Linked DNA regions of Mus musculus: all the other regions are linked to region 4. A link is a contact called in public HiChIP or PLAC-seq and promoter capture Hi-C data. All regions are on one chromosome and are shown on one strand. Each heading gives the region's core, a stretch centred on a gene start, on an enhancer-like site or on the middle of the called end of the contact. The rest is flanking DNA. Distances are from core to core; before and after follow the strand shown. Region 1 overlaps Cers6 (ceramide synthase 6). Region 2 overlaps Cers6 (ceramide synthase 6). Region 3 overlaps Cers6 (ceramide synthase 6). Region 4 holds the start of Cers6 (ceramide synthase 6).

Region 1 (4,042 bases), core at 1,338-3,837, 200 kb before region 4:
GAAAGAGAACAAAAGGTTTTCTCTATTAATTTCGAGATGAATAAATATAAATTGTTAAAGCACTTATGGAAGATTAGGGCCACTTCCCAATTAAATATCCTAATTTGTATCTGATAGAAATGTCAACAACAATGCCTGTCAGAATCACGAGGAACCTTCAAAAATAAAAGCCTTGTTTTTCAGATAAAATTTGCTTTGTGAAGATGAGCTTTGACTGTAAATCCCTTGTTCTAAAAAAAGAAAAAAAGTGTTTTCTTACTGCCGCTGCTCAGAGGCAGCCATAGCAGAGGGCTGGTTTCCATTATAGTCCTATCTATACGAACAGGAAAGGCGGAGATAATGGTCTTCTTTAACATTTGTGCTTTAGAAGGTCTTAGACACAGTCCAATCCCTCACAATCGCCTGTTACTCACATCCTGTCACCCAGCACGTATCTTTGAGTAGGCACTGAGTTTGATCCAAATAACTGTGCTTTTAAAAGCTGTCCATTTGGATTGTGTCTGCACAGGGAGGAGAGTTTCCATCCTCCCGTTCGTTACTGCTGGAAATGATAGTGTGCTTGCAGACACAATGGCTCACAGAATATTAGGCTTCAGGTTGACGATGTTTCCCAAACCGTCTTCCGCAGGAGAAATCATGTGAGAGCCTGGGCTCCATGGTTGGCCTTTGGGTTAGTGCTTGATTGCAAGCACCAGAAGCGCCCTGGCCTCAGCAGTGACCCAAACCACCTGTAATGTCATTTTGTCTCTTGACAGAATCGCTCGTCCTCAAGAGTTCCCTCTGTGTTCCTCGGCGTTTCCCACAGACCCCACCATCTTGTTAGTGGTTCCTCACATGTTATCAGAGACAAGAAAAAAAGGAACCAGATGTGGTTTTGACCCAAATTCCAGTAGAAAAACTCTGAAATAAAAGAATTCAAGGATAAGCCATCCATTATAATGGCAAAACTTAGTAAGACAGAGTCCCCCCACTGTTTTTTGTTTGTTTGTTTGGTTTGGTTTGGTTTGTTTGGTTTGGTTTGTTTTGGTTTTTCAAGACAGGGTTTCTCTGTATAGCCCTGGCTGTCCTGGAACTCACTCTGTAGACCAGGCTGGCCTCAAACTCAGAAATCCTCCTGTCTCTGCCTCCCAAGTGCTGGGATTAAAGGCATGTGCCACCATGCCTGGCTCGAGTCCCCCACTATTAAAAAACAAAACAAAACAAAACAAAACAAAACAAAACAAAACAAAACAAAACAAAATAAAACGAACCAGAACCTTTACTTCTCTAGGGGAATTTTATAAACAACAAAGTATTAGCACAACAAAGCCAAAGAGATAATCACTCACTAAGACATATGTGCCAGATTCTAGATAACACAGCTCCCTCCAAGTTTACTATGTTAGAGTCTTTGAAATGTTATCTTCTACCTTGTAAAGGGACCACAAATTCATCTCAATGTACCTGCCTTTATTAAGATAAAATTACATCATAAAAAGCTACACCATACACATATACTCCTTCTATGTGTAAGAAATTTTTCCTTAAATTTTTATTTGGAATGAACTGAATGAAAAAAGTATTATTGAGCTACCTCAAAAAAAAGGAGTAAGGCTTCTGAGATTCTAACTAGGGCTGGGACAAACATTCATAGACAGCGAAGATCGTAAATACTTCTAAAAATCAAGACAGTAGAAAAGACTTTGCTCAGATGCAAAGAAAATGTATGTTGTCTTGAATTTAATAAAGTTAATACATATAAATAATAACTTGTAATTTTGCTCAAAGAATAGCAATTAGGTACTTACGACCCATTTAACAGATTTCTAAGACTCCTAGAAACAGGACAACAGCAGAGTTTGCAATTGACATTGTATGATTTCTCTATCTCTGTTTCCCTCTCTTCCTCTTCCCTCTCCCCACTCTTCCGCCTCTTCCTTTCCTTCAAGGCTCATAAGTTATTCTACTTCAAAGCAGAGATAGAGAAACTGTCAGAATTGTGGTTATGAATAAAGTTTTATTAAAACCCTAACTGCACCCACTTGTTTCCTTTCTGTCTTACATGGCTTTCTTGCTCTGGTAGCACACTTGAAAAACTGCAACAGAAAGCACCTACAACTTTACAACACTACCTGGTCCTTACAGTAAAGTTTGATGACCCTTGTTTTAGAATCATGCCAAAGGGCATCATGTGAGAAACTCAGTTATGCAACGCAGCAGGTTTGTAGTCTCTGCCTTACTTGATTCTGGCAAAGGATATGTAAGAGGTTAATTTTCACAGCTCTTCTGAAGCAATCCAAACCAATTTAATACTGCTCATGAAATTCATATAAACCATAAGGAGCTCTGAAAGGCACCCTCATCAAAGGTCATGATCGATTATAACTACAACTTCTAGACAACTGAAAGGCCAGCAATGGCTTCTCCAGCTTCTAAAAGCAGGAGCGGTGTGTCCAGATTGGCCAGCATTTTCTCTGTTGCTAGAAGCACCATTATTTTATGGCTTCTGGAAAAAGATATAAATGAGGCAGGGAACTGCTGTGTAAGGGCTGTTCACCCGATCTTTCTCCTGTACAACATTTATGGTGCCCTTTCAAGATTGAGAACTCATAATCTTGTCCGCTGTGGATTAGTTAATATTTAATCTTTAATTGATTTTTTATTACATTAGAAAGGAGCACAATAAAATGTTATTTGTGCCAACAGAAACAGTATGATAGTGCTACCAATCACTTCTGGAGGGGGTAGTCAGAACATGGTGCTAGTTTGCAGTGTTCTGAGCCAGTCTTCAGTCTTCCACCTCTCTCCATCCAAGCAAGCTCTCAAACCCTCTGATTTCAAATGCCATCAGTGTGTTTATTCAAACACACATATGCCATTTTTCTCACAAGTTGTCTACATGCAACTACCTGGTCTTTATAATGGACTCTCTAGGTTCTGTTTAAATCACCCTTGACCTGGCCATATTAGTTTGCATGAATTTAAATGAGAAAAGGTCACTTCTGAGGTATTAAAAATATAGTTTATGTAAGTCTGAAGAACTCCATTAGTTCACAAATGAATCTCTCCATTTTCTGCAAAGGTCCCTATAAGAGCTCAACCACAAAGCCCATCTAACCTGAAAGCATCCAACACCATCAGTAGGGGGCAGACTGTGCTCAACTAAAATCAGAGCTACTTGATGGGACTCCAGCCAGCATCTTCATAGGTACTCCCAAAGTCTTGAGGCCCAATGACAATGAACAATCAGAGACTCAATTTTGTGCTTCACATAGAGGGTGGAGAATATCTTCTCCAGGCTAAACAGTTGGGGATGGTGCTGTAAGCTGTTGGGCAGAGTTCAGGGGAGCTCTTATAGTTAGCAACCATATCTTCTTCTTGTTCCTCTTCCTTCAGCCATCCCAGTACCTGCTCCTACACCTGAATTCTAGCTGTGGCATTTCCTCAAAGCTGGCGTAGAAAGTATGCATATTTCCTCTTTCTAAACCCCACATTTGCAATGAATACCTAGCAAACGCCTAAGTACCTTCTAATTTGACTACTAATTTTCATGTGCAGAAGCTCCGAAGCTGTGATGTCTTCCTGATGGCAGCTCCATAAAACAATATTCAGAGCTCTCTCTCTCTCTCTCTCTCTCTCTCTCTCTCTTTTTTTTTTTTTAGATGGGAGCTGAGGCACCTAGACATCAAGTTCTCCAAAGTCACATTGTGACAATGGGCTAGAGCCAGTTCCATGCAGTCTGGAGTTCAGGCTGGTGAATATCCTACTCCTAGCTTCTCAGGGACAAATATAAGGGGAAGGGTGACTGTAAAGAGGCAGAGGTGTTGGTTAGGAGAAACCATCAGGTGAGGGACAAACAGAACAAGGACTGTCCCTGGGAGATGACAAGGGCATTGTGAGAGCCAGGCTGCAAGGAGTGGCCTTGGGCCTGAGGCACAGTGCTTCCAGGGAGATCAAAGCCCCAAGCATGGCTTGTTGGTATTTATAAGGATAGGGGCTGAATGGGGTCATTAGTCCAGGATAGTTAGAACTACAATGACCCAGAGTGGAGATTTTTCTGGCT
Region 2 (3,868 bases), core at 733-3,232, 220 kb before region 4:
CGATGGCTCTTCACAAGAGATGGAACAAAAGTGCCAGGGAGAAACATGCTGTCTGGTCCTTAAGCTGCAGCAAAACCGTGAACGAATGCTGAACACAAGAACCAGAGCCACATGTCTCCCTGACAAGGAGCAGAGGCCAGGAGGCACAACAGAATTCTCCTACAGCTTCTGAGGGCAAGGGAACCTAGAGTAATGGGCACTGACAGGAAAGGGCAGGCACCAGGGGCACTGTCACCAGTATGTCTGACATCTTCCTTCTGGCTGTTCAGCACTGTCTTTACAGAAGTCTCATTTCAATCCAAGACCCCATGAGGAGATGTTAGCTATCAAGGGAAATTCTCAACGAAATGCTGCAACTGAATTATTCTTAAAATCTCCCATCCTAACTTAAGCAGTCTCTGGCTTTAGCCCTATTCTCTATCCCACCTCACATCCTGTCTAAAGCCTGTAGGTGTTTGATAGGGTCTGCACAAACCCAGAAGGCACAGTGCTATGTGGTACTCCAAGACTTGCCAGGTACTTCTATGTGTATTCTTACTTAATACACACCAGATCCCTTTGTGAGAAAGATGCTATTAACTTGCTTATCGTGGAGGTAACTGAAGTAGGGAGAAAGAGTTATGAGCTAGGTGTAAGGAATATATTAGCATCAGAATTAAGACATAAACACGACTTTTAATTCTTAGTATAACACTATTTCCTCATTAGCTCAATTAAGATACTTTAATAAAAAAAAAAACACCCTTAAGCTACAGGGAAATAGCTTTCAAATATCCTTGGCTAGTTTGTGTTCAATGCTTTAACCTAGCAACCTGTAGCAAAGACTCTCATACAATATATATTCTCTCTCTCTTACTCTCTCTCTCGCTCCCCCCCTCTCTCCCTACACACACACACACACACACACACACACACAGAGAGAGACGTGTGTGTGTGTGTGTGTGATAGTTTTAGTAACTGGACAATAATGCACATAAATATATTTATGTATCTTCTTTCATTTTGATTTTCTGTAAATTACATCCCTCCCATTCAGTTTCTTTACAGCGTTTTCAAGCATAGCTGGGTTTTGCTGACGCTCTTCCCATCCTCTTCCCTTCCAATGTCCATGGCCTTCCGCAGCCCCCTCTGCCCTTCCAGCCACCTGCTGCTACTTATGACTTGTTTTCTTGTCTGGATATGGGGTCAAGGCTTTCGCCTTTTGTCAGCTTTCCTTGCAATATGTTCTTCTCAAATGGCAAGTTCAACAAAACAGATTGGGTTGCTGTGAGTGAGGCCTTAAGGGCAGTTAGAAGTTGCCTGTGTGGGGTGGCTGCAGCTTTGTGATGTTGCCTTTGGTCTTTGTGACTCCTTCCACCTATGCTTCATTCAACACTGATGTTCTCTTATTACTGTTTCTGAAATAAGAACTTACTACGTAGCCCAGGATCGCTTGGAACTCACTATGTAGCTTAGGCTGGCCTCAAACTTGCGACGATCCTGCTGCCTCTGGTTTCTCAGTGCTGGAATTACAGGCGTGAGCCGCCCAGTGAGACAGTGGTTTTGTTAGATACTTGATTGTTTTGTTTTTACAAAACACCAAGCTCAGTGTTCAGTTTGCTTTGCTTTATTATATCATTTTTTTTCTTTCCTTTTGAGCTGTCAGCCTTGAAAAATATTTCTCAAGTGGTGTGGTGATAAAAATCTCAGCAGCACTTGATGCAGCACCCAGAAATGGCTTTAGTCGGAGCCTTACACTCTTGGAGCCTTGAAGTGGTCTATTTTCACAAACTGGAAGAAACAGAATTAGGGTGTCAGCCACCCCCTCCCATCCGGAGAGAACTGTTCTATAAAGACTTTTTAGGAGGTTGAAATGATATCTAAATCTACCATGCCTTTTGTTAAAAGCATTAGCTAACATTAAGTTGTACCAGCATGGATTCTTTTGAAAAAGTACAGCAGAGCTTCAAAGTCCAGTGCTGCCACAGTTATGGAAGACATCTTGGTCTTGGCAAGCAAACAGCACACATACATGGTAAGGATCTGCTTTATATAAGAAGGCATGCACCATAAGTGCTTCGTCTTGGAAGTAACTGATTCTTAATTTATCTTAATTTTATCTCATAGGGCCTACGTTTTATTTTACTTTTAAAGGACCACTCTGCCTTATGCTTAAGAAGCTGAAATTTCAGAGCCATTTGCTAGGATAGTAATTACACATAAGTGGGAGAACTTTTTGAAGTCAACAATAAATGTCTGATGCTGTGGAAATCGCAGCTTGACTCCCACACTCGTTCTGTAGCAGGAGGCATGCAATGAATTGGCCCTTTTGAATTCTTTCCCAAATGTGCTCCAGATGTGTATAGATAGATCACTAAATATAAACTTAATTGCTTTTTTTCTTTTCTGCCCCACTGCTAAGCAACTTTTATACCAAAGTGCTTCAGACAGGATCAGTCCTTTACGGCCGCTCCTTTTCAGAATACGATGAACTGGGTTTCTCTGAGAGAAAAGTGAAGGGTATTTAGAAGAGACCTAAGCAAATATGCTCACAAATACAGTCTGACTAATGCTGTTGCTGATGCTGACAGACGGGCTCTCACTGCCGCACTGATGTGTTTGTTACAGTCATGATGGAGTCATTAGCTTTTTTGTTTGTTTGTTTTGTTTTGATTTTGTTTTTTTGAGACAGGGTTTCTCTGTGTAGTCCTGGCTGTCCTGGAACTCACTTTGTAGACCAGGCTGGCCTCGAACTCAGAAATCCTCCTGCCTCTGCCTCCCAAGTGCTGGGATTAAAGGCGTGCGCCACCACCGCCCGGCTGAGTCATTAGCTTTTAAAGTAGCACAGGATACAAGCCACTTAGACCTACCGTCACGTCACAGCTTTCCATTTGGCATCCTCCAGTTGCAGCACCTGGGACATGCCCACTGTTTAAACTGGAGCATGGCCTTCCTGACTGCTGGCCACTGTCTTTCTTTGCTTTTATAGGCTGCCAACTTTTAAAACATGTAAGCTATGTGTATGGTCTCTCCTTCACTACTGACTGCTCCTGCTCCCCAAGTCCCCTGCTGTTATCACTTCATAAATATTTCTTACTAGAAGGTCACAATCCCTTCTAACTGCCAAACTGTAGTTCCTAGAAAATTCAGAGCTAGAAGGTATTAAGACCTCTTCCAATCCTTCCATTTATGCATGAAGAATACACATATGGTTTCAAAACCAGCAGTGACTACACTGATTTGCCTTTATTTCCCCTAAAGTAATCAAGCTTTCAATTTGACTGTATGACCGATAAGTATTTGATAGATCTCTATATGTATCAAGTATATATGTATCACATGGACCTGTCTGCATCACACAGAAACAAAACAACAGATTGCTTTATTTCAACTCACTGTGGGGTTTCGAAAAGTAGGTCAGAGATGGAAAAAAAATAACGGTCCCAGCTGTGAGGGGAGTTACATTTAGAATAAGGCAAACTTTCATTATCTCGGCCATACCTTTGACATATGGATTAAAAAAATGTTAAAAACAAAACAAGACAAAGAGATAGACACAAGACAGTTGTCTGATACAGGCAACCTCAATTCCAGAACCCTACACACAACACCGGATAGAGCTCAGCATACCTCATCAGGGGACTGCATGTGGGGAGAGATGAGACAATTATAGGGAGATCAGGTAGAAGGGAAGACAGTTGTAGGGGGATTAGGTAGAAGGCACAGCCTCAGAAGAGAGCATCACTGTTCCTTTCAGAATGTTCCTTCCTGTCTATCACCCTGAAAGGGGGAGATGAGCGTTATCATAGAAACACCCAAATCAAAATGCAGAGCAGGTGCAGAGCTCTTTGGGAAGATGAATCAGCACTGGGCACTGCACACAGTGCTG
Region 3 (3,795 bases), core at 1,290-3,789, 150 kb before region 4:
AACTGCTTCCCTGGAACTAAGGTCCTCCATTACACCACACTCACCCGTTTCCTGCCAGAAAATGTAAGTGCAATTCATAAAGTTAAAAAAAAGTCAGGTCTACACATTTTAATGACATGAGAGCACTTATCAATCAGAGAAAGAGGGAGGGATGGGAGGAGATCTACATGCAAATTATATATGTAAGCAACAAGATATCCTAAGATGCCCTACTGCAACAGGCCCTTGTCTTATGATATGCCTGATAACATGGGTATCAGTCACTTTCCCGAAAGATGAGTGCCTGGAAAGGGGTTGGGGTTAAATATATGTCCTCATATTAAAGTCATGTAGGGAATTCCTTCTTGCCTCAAATCATAAAATGAATATGAAACTGCCTCAACCGCTACAGAAGGGAGAGTTAATGTGAATATAATGACCACTTCGGACTAGAAACATACTTTTATGCCGTTCTGAATTTCGGTTGGTGATGACCCAGAGGAGGAGGAAGAAGAAGAAGAAGAGGAGGAGAAAGAGAAGGAAGAGGAGGAGGAAGAAGAAAACCTGCTACCTGTAGAAGACTCAAAGACTATGCATAAGTTTATGACTAAAACATGAAGCCATGACAAGTTGAACCCCCTACCTTAGGGGACCCAGAATTGCTATATATGATAGCAAATGTTACGATTTAATAAAAGTTACAACACATATTAAACACTTGCCCCAGAGAGGAAGTTCTCATTCACTTACATATAGGACACCCCACTTCCTTTTCTCTCACCATCCAATTTCCCAAAGCTCCCATGCAGTTATACCCTAATACCATCCCCACACAGTATTTTTCACAATTCTGGAATCTCAATAAAAAATTACTTCCATATTAAGTAGTGTGATATCAGTCTAAATGGTATTTAAGACAATGAATAATCATTACACACATACACCCATATATGCATATATATACACACACACATACTTTCACACATACACACACACTCACATATACATATACAAGTCTATTTGGCAACAAGAGAAAACCAATCATATTTAAAGCTGTAGCACTCCTGTGAGAGATTTTCAGAGTAACTGAAGACCCGACACTTGAGTATGATGTAACGGCCATCAGCACAGACCTAGGAGACTTGTAGGAGACTCATTCTAAAAGCAAATTCAGACAATGCAGCAGCCAGAGCAACCAGATCGCAACAGTAAGTATGAAGTGGGGAGCAGGGAGTTGTTCTCCATCTTGACCCAGGGTTTGAATTAATTCTCTTAGTGAAACTTCTGGCTGTAGATGGGCTTCAGGAGTTAGGCCACTGCACTTGAAGAACTGATATTTGCTGGTCATGCCAAAACCAAAGCAAGCTGTTGAGCCAACTGTCTGTATTGGGAGCAAGAGGAGGGTTGGGGAAGGTAACAGTGATTCGGGCCCAGAGAAGCAGAAATGGAGTGACAGGCACTTTATCCTCTGGACCTCTACCAGGAAAACGGGACACCCTTTGGCATTTGTGTCTACAAATTTCCCTTTCTCTCCGGAGATACGGAAAAGAAAGTGGGAAATGAGAATATACCGTCTCCCTCAAATGGTCTCTTTACTTTTCCTGCCCATTCTTCCAATGTCAGTTTCAACCCACGGGCAAGGCAGTATGTGGGACATTTGCTTCATTTTAAAAGCAAGTTCTAGAATGTTCAGTTTCCTACTTCTTTTTCCTATTCTCTAGCTTAGAAATGTGCTCAGTTCTCAATATGGATCGCATGAGTCCCACCATCTGCCACGTGGATAAAGAGCAGATCTGATGTGCCCTGATTACAGACTTTCAGCAACTCTGCCTGCAGTGCTGACAGTGTTAGTGGTGTGCATGGAAGCAGGCAACAAGTCCATGTGGATCGCTATGTCCTCTGCACAGCACGGGGTGGAGATAAGAGGAGAGACTCACAGCCATGAGGACTGGGAAAGATCAAAGGGGAGGAGTCCACTACAGTCCATACTTGTGATGGCCATCTGAGCATTCAAGGCATCAACCATCCTGGTTACTACAAGTCAAACAGGTTCGCTAAGTCTATGAGTGGGGGCAGTGGGGGATTGCAAACCTTTCCCATTAAAAGTAATATATGTTTTACACGTTCTAGACCCTAGTACAGTAAGAAAAGCTTTTCTTGGTTGAAAACATGAAAGTATTTCTGGAAACCCTAGGCACATACAATTTTAGTAGACACTAAGCATGTTTAAGTCTAAAAATGGTCCTTAAAAATAAAGTGCTCTCCCATCCTCCCACCACAACTGAAGGCAAAGAGGTATAATATCAGAGTAGGCTGGCACTGCAGGACTTGACGCAATACCAAGCCCTTCTTAGGGGAGGCTGTTTGACAGTGGTGAGGGCGGGTGAAGAATCACACAGCCTGGGGCTGGGTGCCATCCCTACCACCTGACGTTACTTAACCTCTCTGACATGGTTTTCCTTTCTAAATGGTGTAGCAACTCGAGCTTCTGCCCAGGGAGAAGATCACTGGACTGTCACAGTACAGATCTCAGCAGACATAGCTTACGACATGAGCTACCCACTTCCCCCTCCTTCCCCAAATCAGCCGCCTGCTTCTCCGAGGGATGCCACAGAACTAGAGTCCATTCAACAATTATTTCTAAGCGTAAGCTTTTTGAGAAAGCGTGTGACAGGGACTGGAGGCACAGCAGTCCACATGCATGAAGCCTGGGTTTAATGTCCGGCACCCAAAAATAGAAGGCTGTACCCTACCTCACTATTCACTACCTTCAGATGAAGTATAGGGGACCCTTGGACAAAAAACAGCTTCTTACCCCAGTGGGAAAAGATCCCAAGTGAAATAACAATACCCCCGTGTTTAAGCAACAAACAGGCATGCTCTGGAGGAAGTAGGAAAAAAAGTGGAAAGGAAGGAAAGAAGAAAAGAGAAGGGGAAGGAAGGGGGAAGGAGGAAGAAGGAAGGGGGAGGGGCAAGATCTTTAGATGCTTTATTTTGTTTTTTTTTTTGTTTTTTTTTGTTTTTTTTTTTTTTTTCGTGACAGGGTTTCTCTGTATAGCCCTGGCTGTCCTGGAACTCACTTTGTAGACCAGGCTGGCCTTGAACTCAGAAATCCTCCTGCCTCTGCCTCCCGAGTGCTGGGATTAAAGGCATGTGCCACCACCGCCCAGATTAGATGCTTTATTTGTTTGCTTATGTAAATAAGTACTTAGACTTTGCAGTGCTGAAGAGCAAAAGAACGGCACAACCTTGTACACACCAGGCAAGAGCTCGCCCATCGAGCTGGATGCCCAAGGTTGAGAAGTCTCTCTAAACTTCCACTTCTTCTCTTCTCTCCTTTCAGAAGTAGCTTCGTAAGCTGCCAAGAGCAGGCTTGTGTCCTCTCTTTTCTCTTTTCATGTTCAGCCTCTTCCATGCCAACTGTCCAAAACTGGCTTTCTGCCCACCATCCCTGAGTGTACCTAGCAAGATGAAGCTCATGTGGATGAAGTGGTTATCTCCAGAGCTGAGCCAAAAGCCAAAGACAGGCAAAAGCCACAGACGACAGCAGCTGCGGGGCCAACACGTCTTCCCATGCACCCAGGGTCTACTGCTGCAATTCCTTCCTTCCACCGTAACCAGGGCCCTTTCCCCGCTCAGGCTCAACTGTCTGTAACTTCTTCATTTTTCTCCTAAACCAAGGCTGAAGTCCTGGCTGATCCATCACGGACATGGGTGCTCGTCTAGCCCCGCCTTATTTTTCATTACATGAAGCCTCTTCTCATCCCATGACTCTACAAACAATCCTTCATTGTGGGGGTCTCCTTCATTGCTCCA
Region 4 (4,111 bases), core at 959-3,458:
TGATCCTTTTGTATAAATTCTTAAAGTCATTAGATTATGCTAGGAAGAAAAATATTTCTGAGAAAAAGAAAACTGAACCTTCAGTCTGATATTACATCAGTGGAATGTGTGCGCGCGTGTAAGACAAAGAAAGCCAAGCACAAACCAAGCTATCTTCAATATTTTCCAACCTACTGAAGAGCCCAGAAGCAGACCGAGAGAGAATTCTGAGGAAATGTAGCATTCACATATGGTTCATGAGCTGCCTTGATTTTTGTTCTACAAAATTGACAACTAGATATTTCCTTTAAAGTGGGTACCCAAAAGTGAATCCAGACAGATTTCATTGGGTGTCATCCAGCAACTATGTATGGAGCCCCCCCCCCCCAAACTGTGCCTGCACAGGCAACAGCCTGCTATTATCCCTAAAAGTCAGCTTGTCTTTGCAGAAATGGCAAGGTTAGACTCGAGTTCCTATTTTCTGTAGGTAAATACTTGCAGCCTTCAAACACACCAGCTTTGTCACAGTGAGACTAGGCGCTGGATCAATGACATATCCGCACTGGAATCCAATCCTTTTAAAATAGAGGCTGTCCCTTTGTGCGAGTCAATTTCAGCATGGCAACAGCTGACTTACTTCATAATCAACAACACTGCCCATTGAAAACTACACCTTCCTTAGCACAAAACATACTTTTTTAGTTCCCAGGAAGCTTAGCTGCTATTTCAGGCAACAAAAGACACAAAAGATACATTCTGACATTCTCAATAATGGATTTAGGCAAACCAACAGTAAACAAGATAGCAGCAGCCTGAGCAACAGCCAAGGTGAGCTGGAGGCAGGGAAGGGAGGTTAGAGTAGAAATGGATATTTGTGATCTAAGAAATCAGCCTTCGCTGATGAATGGAGGTGGGAGGAGGAAAGAGGAAGGCGATTTTTTTTTCAGTTAAAAGAAAGAAGTGTGCGGTGCTGATTTTGTTTCACGAGTAAGTGTTGAATGCACAGCAGGCAAGATCTAGTTCTGTGACTTAAGGCTGACTCAGTGAGAGTAGCACAAGTTTGTGTGCAGTTACAATGGCGAGATCTAACCAAATCGAGGACTCATACCAAAAATTATGAGACAATTCTTTTAACGTTTCAAGTGTCTTCCGGTACCAGCAAGACGCTTATGATTAGTCACGGGGTCCTACTATCGATTCAAATGACTATTTCGAGGGGCACCGGTCCTGTTCTGCCCTCTTTTAAAGAAACCAGTAGCGATCCGGAGTGCTGTCGTCACCTATTTCCCAGGACCCAGGGCCTAAAACTCCGTGTCACGGATGGAAGCCAGGGAGCAAGCTAAAGCCAAAGGTCCGAGCAAATTCTTCTGCAGCGCGGCCCGCGTGCGTGCAAGAGTGGAAGGGCTGGAAGTGTGTGCGCTCCTCCTCCCTCCGGGCCGCGCGTCCCCATCGTTCCAGGCTGTCAGGTGGGTGGCGGCGAGCCTCGGAGGAGAAGCCCAATCTGGAAGCGCCTAGTGCCGGCTCGGAGGGAGCCGGCCGAGCCCTCGGCGCAGCGGTTCCCCGCGGCCAGCCTCCGCTCACCTTTGTTCGCCGACCCTCTCTAGGAGGAGGAAGCCGGGAAAGGAGGAGCGCGGGCGGTGACCAAGCGCCCTGCCGCCCCTTCGTGGCGCCCCGGAGGAAATCCGCGGTCGAGTTGGACCCTCTCTAGCTCCCTAGAAGTCAGCCTGGCCGAGGGATCGGGACCCCACAGAGAACACAAAGGTTGGGAGGTGTGAGCCCAAGCGCGGGGGCGTGCGCCACGGAGCAGGCGAGTGTGCACGCGTGTGCGTGTGTGCGGGAGAGCAGGCACTTCGGCCCTTCTTACCTCTCGAAGATGAGCCGCACCATGAAGATGCAGAAGGCCAAGGGGAAGGCAAGGTAGAGGTCCTCCGCCTGCGGAAAGGTGGCTTCCTCCGTGTTCTTCAGGTCTGCCCAGGTGACATTGTGCGGAAGCCAAAACCGCTCGTTCCAGAACCAGGCTAAGATCCCTGCCATCTTGCTTTGTCCACTCCGGTGTCGCTGCTCCCGCGCTCCTCCGAGCTCTCTGCAGCTCAGGGCACTGGGGATGCGCGCTGGGTTGGCCGGGAGCCTTTGCCGCTGCCGCTCCGCCTGCCGCCGCCTCCTCTGTGGCCGCTGCACTCTCAGGCTCCGCGATCCGCTCCACTCCTCCCTCTGGCCGCGCTGGGAAAAGGGCCGCCTCGCCTGTCACGTGGCAGCCTGGCCGCACGCCCTGATTGGCTAGTGTTCCCGTCAAGCACCGAGGCACACGCGGCCGGCTCGCCCACGCCCTGGGAGCTGCGGGCCGCGCTCTGGCTCTGGACCCGCACCTGGAGCGCGTCCCGCACCTCTGTCCCAGCCCCAAGTTGGGTCGCACCTGGTTAGAACGCCAGCTCCTGCCCCACTGGAGTGTCTGCGCTCTTGTCCTCTTCCTGAGCGCAGGGAGGCGAAAAGGAGCCTGGCAGGGGCCGAGCTTCCAGAGAGAGCCCTGCGCTGAAAAAGAACCCCAGAAGAAGAAGTAGGGGGCGCAAAGGCGAAGGAGGAAGGAGTGGGAGGGGAAGGATCATCCTCTCCAGTGCTAAAAGAAAATCAGGAACTGGGGCTGGATGATTTGGCAAGAGACTTCTGCCTCCGACCCGCACCTCACCCCCCTCCTTGACCTTCCTGGCACGTTTTACACTACTGCTTCCCCTTGAGCTGGGTCCCCCAAGGAACAAGGCTCCTAATTTTGATTTATGAAGTAGCACAAGAAATTAGGCATTTATGATTGATTAATGAATTGCTTGATGATGGTGTCTAATGGTGATAGCAGCTAGTAACGGCAGCATTATGGGGAACTGCGCCAGTAACCTCTGAAAATACTGTGGGAACCACATTTTGACTTGGTAGATAATGGGGGCAGGAGTATTTATTCCTCCTCTCCCTGCCTTTAAACCAAACTCTCAAGGCCTCCTGATTCTCACCTCCTGTTCTTTATTGAACTTCCATTCATGCCTTCCCCACCCAATGAAGTCACTCAAGGTCAGCTGTGATTGCAAAGGTCAGTTCCTGCCTTAATTCAGGCTGTTTGTTTTGACATATGGCTCAATCAATGAAAATGCGTTCCTCATACTTGCAGAGGCAAAGTCCAAAGCCAAAGTTCTAGGCAATCTAAGGGGTGGCAAAGACACCCTTCCTGGACTCTTCCTGACAGGTGATTGTCTTCGCAGAGAATTTCTTGTTGCAGAGACAGAGAGACTGCACCCGTGTGTCATCTGACTAGGGCTCCAACCAAGGTTTCATCCTCATAAGTTAATTACATCCCAAGATTTCATTCTCATAAACTAATTACATCCCAAGGGCTTAGCCTCCAAATGCCAGTGCACTGAATTTGGGGAGAACACATTCAGTCCCTAGCAGTTCTCTTTGGATGGTCGATGACTACTCTCTCCTCCAGACCTGTCCTTCCTGTGGTCACGGCTCAGTCCAAAAGGAAGCAGCCACTTTCCTCTTGCTTGCATACTTCCTTTCTAACATCACAAATTCATCCAAGTCATTTTATAAACCATTACCTTACACCCTCCACTACCTGTTTGGCTACCAGCTGATCTAAACTGCCGTACCATTTCACATCTGAGCAGTCCCCATCACCACTCAAACCCCAGTTCTGCCTGTGTCCCATTACTGTCCTCTCTTGGCCATAGTGCTCAGGTTGAAATGTTTGTCCCACAATTCCAGTACTTAAACCTGCTTTAGCTCTGTTCTCCCCCAAGCAGAAGTCAAAGCCATTATGTCTTAAGACATTTGGTTCCTTATTATCTCTCTGATCTCGTGTGTTCTCTTCCCTCGGGGCTCCCTGCTCTTTACAAAACATACCTACCGTACCCACACAGTCTTTGTGTGTGTGTTTTCCTCTGTCCTTGAAACATCGTTCCTAAAATATCCTTTTTCTCTTCCCTTCATTTTACTCTGGATAGGGCCTTCCCTTTATCATTCAAGTTAATGTACAATTATTCCTCCCCAAAGCCATCACCACCATTAACACAACATACACCATTATTGGCACTTTGTCTCTAAAATGTAAGCCTCAAAAACTTTAAAAATATATATATACACA

What was found. Promoter capture Hi-C pulls out the DNA fragments that hold promoters and counts their contacts. HiChIP or PLAC-seq counts read pairs in DNA pulled down with a chosen protein or histone mark.
Region 1: a promoter capture Hi-C map of liver shows a contact between it and region 4, with 5 times the contacts expected there. The contact joins the enhancer-like site here to the promoter of Cers6 in region 4. A contact is called at or near these places in 17 of 39 promoter capture datasets (the 3T3-L1 cell line, the HPC-7 cell line, cancer-associated fibroblasts and 11 more), 1 of 15 datasets of contacts at CTCF or cohesin (the NIH/3T3 cell line), 16 of 484 Hi-C or Micro-C datasets (CD4 single positive thymocytes, cerebral cortex, embryonic fibroblasts and 7 more), 27 of 115 datasets of contacts at active chromatin or transcription factors (the SCID.adh cell line, SST interneurons, acute myeloid leukemia and 19 more) and 3 of 9 other capture datasets (adipose tissue, embryonic stem cells and pancreatic islet).
Region 2: a contact with region 4 is called in a promoter capture Hi-C map of second pharyngeal arch cranial neural crest, with 2.6 times the contacts expected there. The contact joins the enhancer-like site here to the promoter of Cers6 in region 4. A contact is called at or near these places in 13 of 39 promoter capture datasets (the 3T3-L1 cell line, 3T3-L1-derived adipocytes, the HPC-7 cell line and 8 more), 9 of 484 Hi-C or Micro-C datasets (the 3T3-L1 cell line, the C2C12 cell line, CD4 T cells and 5 more), 18 of 115 datasets of contacts at active chromatin or transcription factors (the NIH/3T3 cell line, the SCID.adh cell line, SST interneurons and 13 more) and 4 of 9 other capture datasets (adipose tissue, liver, macrophages and 1 more).
Region 3: a contact with region 4 is called in an H3K4me3 HiChIP or PLAC-seq map of bone marrow-derived macrophages, with 6 times the contacts expected there. The contact joins the enhancer-like site here to the promoter of Cers6 in region 4. A contact is called at or near these places in 10 of 39 promoter capture datasets (the HPC-7 cell line, HPC-7-derived erythroid cells, cranial neural crest and 8 more), 1 of 15 datasets of contacts at CTCF or cohesin (the NIH/3T3 cell line), 3 of 484 Hi-C or Micro-C datasets (cerebellar granule neurons, cerebral cortex and liver), 23 of 115 datasets of contacts at active chromatin or transcription factors (CD8 T cells, the HPC-7 cell line, the SCID.adh cell line and 19 more) and 4 of 9 other capture datasets (adipose tissue, liver, macrophages and 1 more).

The regions. Positions count from the first base shown.
Region 1 is chr2:69,060,601-69,064,642 of GRCm38.p6, reverse strand. The region is part of intron 6 of Cers6 (ceramide synthase 6); the gene reads right to left. Among named protein-coding and RNA genes, the nearest start is that of Gm39840, 67 kb to the left of the region's middle. Within about 2 kb of position 2,587, at least 14 of the 459 cell types and tissues checked have an H3K27ac peak or open chromatin away from gene starts, as enhancers often do. A contact at or near this core is called in hepatocytes and liver, where this site is marked.
Region 2 is chr2:69,083,040-69,086,907 of GRCm38.p6, reverse strand. The region is part of intron 8 of Cers6 (ceramide synthase 6); the gene reads right to left. Among named protein-coding and RNA genes, the nearest start is that of Gm39840, 45 kb to the left of the region's middle. Within about 2 kb of position 1,982, at least 23 of the 459 cell types and tissues checked have an H3K27ac peak or open chromatin away from gene starts, as enhancers often do. A contact at or near this core is called in SST interneurons and second pharyngeal arch cranial neural crest, where this site is marked.
Region 3 is chr2:69,014,060-69,017,854 of GRCm38.p6, reverse strand. All of the region lies in intron 4 of Cers6 (ceramide synthase 6), which reads right to left. Among named protein-coding and RNA genes, the nearest start is that of Gm52515, 48 kb to the right of the region's middle. Within about 2 kb of position 2,539, at least 38 of the 459 cell types and tissues checked have an H3K27ac peak or open chromatin away from gene starts, as enhancers often do. A contact at or near this core is called in bone marrow-derived macrophages and cerebral cortex, where this site is marked.
Region 4 is chr2:68,859,538-68,863,648 of GRCm38.p6, reverse strand. Cers6 (ceramide synthase 6) reads right to left here and starts at 2,208. Exons shown (of 10, transcript NM_172856.4): 1 at 1,844-2,208. The coding sequence starts at 2,013.